Linked DNA regions of Mus musculus: region 1 is linked to region 2. A link is a contact called in public promoter capture Hi-C data. All regions are on one chromosome and are shown on one strand. The core of a region is the stretch at or near the end of the contact, and the rest is flanking DNA. Distances in the headings are between cores, read along the strand shown. Region 1 holds the start of 1600023N17Rik (RIKEN cDNA 1600023N17 gene). Region 2 overlaps Cd38 (CD38 antigen).

Evidence for each region. Promoter capture Hi-C pulls out the DNA fragments that hold promoters and counts their contacts.
Region 1: a promoter capture Hi-C map of pre-B cells shows a contact between it and region 2, with 5 times the contacts expected there. The contact joins the promoter of 1600023N17Rik here to the enhancer-like site in region 2. A contact is called at or near these places in 4 of 39 promoter capture datasets (the 3T3-L1 cell line, the C10 cell line, hippocampal neurons and 1 more).

What each region holds. Positions count from the first base shown.
Region 1 is chr5:45,668,359-45,671,588 of GRCm38.p6, forward strand. 1600023N17Rik (RIKEN cDNA 1600023N17 gene) reads right to left here and starts at 1,350. Exons shown (of 1, transcript NR_073433.1): 1 at 343-1,350. It overlaps Ncapg (non-SMC condensin I complex, subunit G), which reads left to right and starts at 1,567. Exons shown (of 21, transcript NM_019438.1): 1 at 1,567-1,775; 2 at 2,662-2,865. The coding sequence starts at 1,665.
Region 2 is chr5:43,883,902-43,887,258 of GRCm38.p6, forward strand. The region is part of intron 1 of Cd38 (CD38 antigen); the gene reads left to right. Among named protein-coding and RNA genes, the nearest start is that of Cd38, 17 kb to the left of the region's middle. Within about 2 kb of position 1,365, at least 51 of the 459 cell types and tissues checked have an H3K27ac peak or open chromatin away from gene starts, as enhancers often do. A contact at or near this core is called in pre-B cells, where this site is marked.

The DNA of each region.
Region 1 (3,230 bases), core at 100-2,599, 1.8 Mb after region 2:
TTTACAATGAGATTATGCTGTATGAATTTAATGTAGCATATTGGAAAAGTTCCACGATTACGATGTCCAAAGCATACCAAATCCATACAACATTCGTTACTAAAATCCACAACTCTAATCAAAACATAGTCATACTGACCTCTGGTGGTCAGATTCCTTATATTTCACTGATACTGAAATAACTAGATAAAATACTCATGAGACATTTTTTTTTTAATCAACAAAACAATAAAGGCAGCAAGCACCTAAAATGAAAGGTCACAGATTGTCACAAAATATTAATATGTTCTAAGTTTTAGTTTGTCTGTTTACATAAAAAACAAATGACACACACACACATATTGGTTCTCATCTTATTATCATTTATTTAAAGTTTTATTTATCTTGTATGTGTGGTACATGCATGTTTAGGTCAGAGACAGACATTGAGTGTTTTCACTGATTACTTTAGACCTTACTGTTTGAGAAAGGCTCTCAGCCACCCTGAAGCTTGCTACTTTGGCAGATCAATGAGCCTAAGATCCACTGTCTGGCTCTCAGCACCCTCAAGTGCTAGGACTACATACAAATGTTAACATCTGGTGTTTGTATGTGAAATATCACATGTGACTTCAGATCCTCATGTGTGTTCAGCAAGCACTTTACCCATGAATCATTATCTCCCCAGGTCCTCTAGGGATTCCCAGAGTACCTACAGAACAACATAGTCTGGAGGCAGCCCTCTTCCTGATACGTGTCACCAATGTAGATTTCCAGTACAGACGGAATAGGTGGCTGCATTTATGTTTCCCAAGTCATCAAGCAACACACCAAGTAAGTTTCCCGGTTTTGGAGTGGTATGTCCTATGTCCCAGGTGAGGCATTTAGAAATAATTTTATATATCCAGCACGCGATCTTAGTCAAGACCCCCAAATTCCTTTTATACTGTCTGCGTTCTCCTCTGCTTAGCAGAGTTGTTAGGCAGATTTGTCAAGCACATCCGTCACGCTGGAGCATCTCCAAGCGGCTGCAGCCTAAACTGACCCTGCCTTTCTCTTCCCAGTCCCCCAGACTGTCTCATCGCGGACGGGCAGTTCCCGCCCGGACCCACGGGGTCCGAAGGACTGCGGAGGCCCTCGTCCAGGACGCCCTCGGAAAGTTTGACATCCCCAAGCCCCGGGCGGGCTCCGTACGACATCTCCCAAACGACTCCTTCGCTCGGGATTTACCCGTTCTCAGCCAGTCGCTGCGGCAGTCCTCCGCTTTCTCCCTTCACTCCCAACCACAAGATCCCGCAAGGCACCGAAGGCCACCAGTTTAATTCAGAAAGCTGAACGCCCACTTCAGGCGCGCTCCTCCACAGCACTACTTCCGGCCCCGCCCATGCCTCCCATACAAACACCTTTTCCTATTGGGAGAGCGGCAGGCCACACCCCAGGCGTCCCAGCAGCGGGGCGGAGCGGAGGGTGGAGTCAGCTCCGGGACCCTCAGGTCTCCGCTCTCCGACCCTCCCTCCGGCGGAAGTCTCGCGAGATCTCATCCTCCCGCGATAGTTGTTTGAAAACTCTGGCGCTAACCCGTCACTCGGAGCCTTGCAGGGCTAGGGTGTCGGAAGCCGCGGGAAACTGAGTCCTCCTCGGATCGCGAACCACAGTCTCTCTCGGGCAGTTCCCGTCCCGGCGCCATGGCAGCGCAGAAGAAGCGGCTTTCTGTGAAGGAGGCGTTTCAGCTGGCGCAGCAGCCGCACCAGAACCAGGCGAAGCTGGTGGTGGCGCTGAGCCGCACGTACGGCGCGGTAAGCGGCCTGGCTTCGGCTTCCGGGCTTCGCCTTCTGCCCTTGCGCGCCCCGCGACGGAGGGATGGGATCCGAGGCTCGCCCGAGGTCTCCCGGCCACAGCCAGTGAGCAGAACGCCCGGCGTCGGCCACACGCAGTCACCCGTCTTCTCCATCCTCATCCCGCCAGGGGATGCGGGGAGTTATCCGTTATCCTCAGTTCCTCAGTGACTTGTTGATCTGCGCAGGGAATCTCAGACGCCTTTATTTCCTTGGAGGTCTCTGGTTCATCTCAGGCAATCGATGAAGTTGTTTCAACCAACTCCTAAGCTTTAAAACCACCTTCATTTCACCAGCTAGGGAAACCATAAGCACCCAGTCTTTCCCGTACATGGCAATTGTGTGTCGAGTGTAGCGGCGGGGAATTACTGGACAGCGAATGTGAGGAAGATACATTGTTTTGGAGTTCACGGAAAGTTAAGGACATATAAAAGTGATCAAGGGTAGGGAGCAAAATGTGTAAGTTATGACAGAAGGAAATTGACGGATGCTAGGAAGGCCTAAGTAAAATAAACACAAAGCTGTTGATTTTGAGTCATTTATGGCGAAGCTTGTTTTGCATTAATCCGGTAAGAAAAATACCGATAATCCAAAGGCGTTGAGAGAAAAATGAGATAATTTTGCACTGTTCAGATTTATGCTTTGTGTTTTCTCAGAGGTACAAATTATATACTGAAGAGAAGTTTGTGCGGATATATTTTCCCTTCCTTGATTTGGATAATTGATAGTTTATTAAGAAACCTTAGAGTTTAACCTAAGGGTAACACTTTCAGCAGTATTATGGCAGTGTTGGGAATAAAGAATTTTTATTAATGCAGCTTCTGGAGGCGTTTCTTCTCTCTTTCAGATGGATGATAAAACAGCTTTTCAGGAGGAGTTTATTCATTACCTTAAGTATGCTATGGTGGTATATAAGCGTGAACCTGCCGTGGAGAGGGTCATGGACTTCACAGCCAAGTTTGTTACTTCATTTCACCAGTCTGATGAGGAAGAAGAGGAGGAAGAGAACGATGGTGGCATTTTAAATTATTTGTTTACTTTTCTCTTACAGGTACTGTAAAAGCTACTACTTTGGGGAAGTAATATATTTAGCTATGTTTGTTATTTTCCACAGTAAAATATCAGTGATAGAGAAAATGTATGTGAATAAGATAAGTCTTTTCTGGAAACCTCAACTGTCATTAAGATAAAAGGATAACTCCAGCATTAAAAATTTAACTTTAAATTCTCACTTTTGGTGTAAATGTCCTCTCTCTGCGATTAAGTTAAAGAAATTCTATAGAGAGGGATAGGCTTATTTTGTGACAGCAAATAGTTTTTCAGCCTATTTGAGAGTATAACATCTGCCTCGTATGCACATACAATATAACGTCTCTGCAAGTAAGGAGTTGCTATTGTCTTATTTTTATTTTTTTC
Region 2 (3,357 bases), core at 115-2,614:
TGCTATGATAAACACCATGACCAAAACCAACTCAGAGACCAAAAGGGAATATTTGATCCTCCAGCTCACAGTCCATTACTGAAGGAGGCAGGAATTAGCAGAGTTACACCAAGGCAGAAAATGAAGTGGAACCGTCGAGGAACGCCGCTTCCTGGTTTGCTCCCTCGGCTTGCTCTGCTGTCTTATGTAGCCTAGGCTTGCCTGCCAAGGGTGGCGCTGGCAACCATGATCTGGGCCCTTTCACATCTACCAGCAATCAAGAAATTGTCCCACAGATGTGCCCATAGAGCAGTCTAATAGACATAGTTCCACACTTAACCTCCCCTCTTCCAGGTATGTGTAGCTTGTTGACAAAACTATATGACCAAGTTGACAAAAACTAACCAGCACAGTGATCCAAAAATCTATTGAAATTATTAGTCTAATAGCAGGAAAGACTCAAGATATACACTTCCGTGGGTACTACCCTCTCCTTGGCACTGTTGAACTAACTCTCTCTCTCTCTCTCTCTCTCTCTCTCTCTCTCTCTTTCTCTCTCTCTCTCTCTCACACACACACACACACACACACACACACACGTCTCTCTGTCTCTGCTGTCTCTGTCTCTCTTTCACTTTCCTTTCTCATTATATCTATCAACCAAATATTAAGAAGTAATTTCTGTCTTTGGCACTTATATATGAAATTCATAGCAAAACTGATCATCTTGGTTCCTGGGAGTAAGCTGAATTACCCATCAGTGTATGGAAGTTGGTGAACACTCCTTGGGAGTTCTTCAAGGACAGAGGCAGAAAACAGATGGTAGAGATTTAAAGTCACAAGGGGATGCCGAGGCTTAGGTAAGGACAGTAGATTGTATCTGGAAACTGCCTTCTTGCTGTAACCCTGTTTTCAAAGGCATTCTGGACTGTAGGGGTCTGAACACATTCACAGCTGAGAACCATGTACTCTGCACTTGCCAAGTTACCTTTTCCTCATTCTTCATATTCCAAGGGGTTCTTCTCCATCCTCATTTCCCCAACCTCAAGCAGTATCTTTTGTCAGTCTCTTAAGGGTAAGAAAGTTACATAATGGACATTTAAAGCACAGTGAGATGTCCCTGAACGTTAGGGGCATCTCTTATTGTTCAATAATACAATAGAGAGAAATCTGCCATCTGTGTCACAGCTTTCTTTCTGTGTTTAAAGAAGTAGCCAGTTACAGAAAAATGGTTACAAAAAACACCTCCCTTAACTTCTTTCCCCTTTTCTCAGAGAGTAATCCTGCCCTTTGTTTCTCTCACAGCTTTCTAGAAGGGTTCCCAGCACAAGGCAGCATATGATCTTGTTTTCAACGTCTTTTCTCACTTCCCTATTCCTCCCCAGTTAACAGTGGTTGCTTCGATGAGCACAGCTGGGTCTCACTTTCACAGTCAATGGACCCACAGTTAATACATTTACTGTCCTCTAGATTCACACCCAGGGACATTTGTGGTGTTTTCATATTTGCAATATTTCCTAAGTAATGCTTAAGATAAAGTGTGTGTGTGTGTGTGTATTAGAATTCTAAGAGCAAATTTGCTAAGTTAAAACATATATTATTTTTTATTTTGAAAAACCCAAAGCCCTATTTCTCTTCACGGGGCTGTTCTCTTCTCAACACAGGGAGGATTCCTGTCTCCTCACACCCTGCCTCTTTCAGGGGCCCCTGTCTTGCTGTTCAGCACTCTGGTAAGAGAAAGTACTGGCTCCAGCTGTTCTTAATTTGTGCTCCTTGCACACTTTCACTCTGTGGAATTAACTATTCTGCCTTTTGTTTTTTTTCCTGGTGAAGTATATCTTACAGTCTGGATGGCATTTATCTATGTACAAATATGAGCCATAGAATGTACCACAGTTGCTTCCACTGGCTTCTTAGTTTGCTAAAACTAAAACAGACACTTACTAAACACCGCTTCAACAATAGAAATGTACTTCCTGGCAGTCCTGAATTCTGGGAGTCAAAAGTGAAGATGGCTGCAGGGGTGACTTCTGGAGGCTGTGAGGAACTCTGTTCCATGCCCTTTTACCAGCTCTTGGGATCTTTAGACATTCTTGCATGGGTTCAAGGAGTTCTGTTAGTCTTCATATTATATATTGTATTCTCTCTGTACATACATGTTTGTCTTTATAGCCAACTTTTCCTTTCTGTCTCTGTCTCTGTCTCTGTCTCCGTCTCTCTGTGTGTGTATGCATATGTATGTGCATGTACCTGTGAATGTCTGTGTATGTATTGTGTGTGTCTGTTTGTGCTCGTGTCCGTATGTGTGTGTGCATGTGCTCGAGAGGGCGTTTGTGTCTATATGGCCAGAGAACAACACTGGTTGTCTTTCTCTCTTGCTCTTCATTTTATTGTGAAGCAAGGGCTCTCACTGAACCTGGGATTTTGGCTAGACTGGCTGGCCGCTGAGGGCTGTGGGCTTCATCTCTGCTCCCCACATTCAGCTGTGCCTAACTTTTACGTGAATGCTGAGGACTTGAACTCAGGTCCTCAAGCTGACAGCATGCACTTTACCCACTGAGCCGTCTCCTCAGCCTCAGTCTCTCAGCCATATGGAATGTGGAACTGTCTCAATGACTTCATATAAAGTCGATCATCTACAAAGATGGGTTTTAGCAGTGTAAAAAATTTTCAAGCTAAAGTATAATTACATCACTTTCTTTCCTTTCCTCCTTTCCCACTACCATGATCTTCCTCTAATATTCATCTCCAATTGACAGCCTCTTTGGATGAATTCACCTCACCCTTGAATGAGCCCCCTAATTGATTACCTAATACAAAATGGTCATTACTGAAATAATTTAGTCCCAAGCCACACTAAATGTGCTCAACAGGTATATATAAAGAGAGAGAGGGAGGGAGAGAGAGAGAGAGAGAGAGAGAGAGAGAGAAATATTCTGTGAATATCTTATTTCCAAATAAGAATACAATCAGAGATAGTGGGGTAAGGTTTGAACATCTTGGTGAGGACGCAGTTCAACCCACCACACTGGGTATGCCAATTAAATGTTTTGGAGCTATATTCAATAGAGCTCAAAAAAAGACTTTAAGTGAGAGATGTATAATATCTATATAATGAGATACCCAGAAGTGTGGTGACTTCAGGGTTAGCTTAGCGGATCAGTGAGAGTCAGGCTCTTTGTTTCTAGTCTTTCATCTCCTGGGGCATCTTTTATCCTCAAGCCTTTGTCAAAAAATGGCTGCAGCAATTCTAACCACTGTGTGCTCACATAATCACATCTCGAGTAAAAAAGATCAGGAGGACTGGCATTCATTTTGGGACTCCTCTCATTCCATAACAATGTCTTTCCAGGAATCCTTTCTTCACTCTTCTGCATT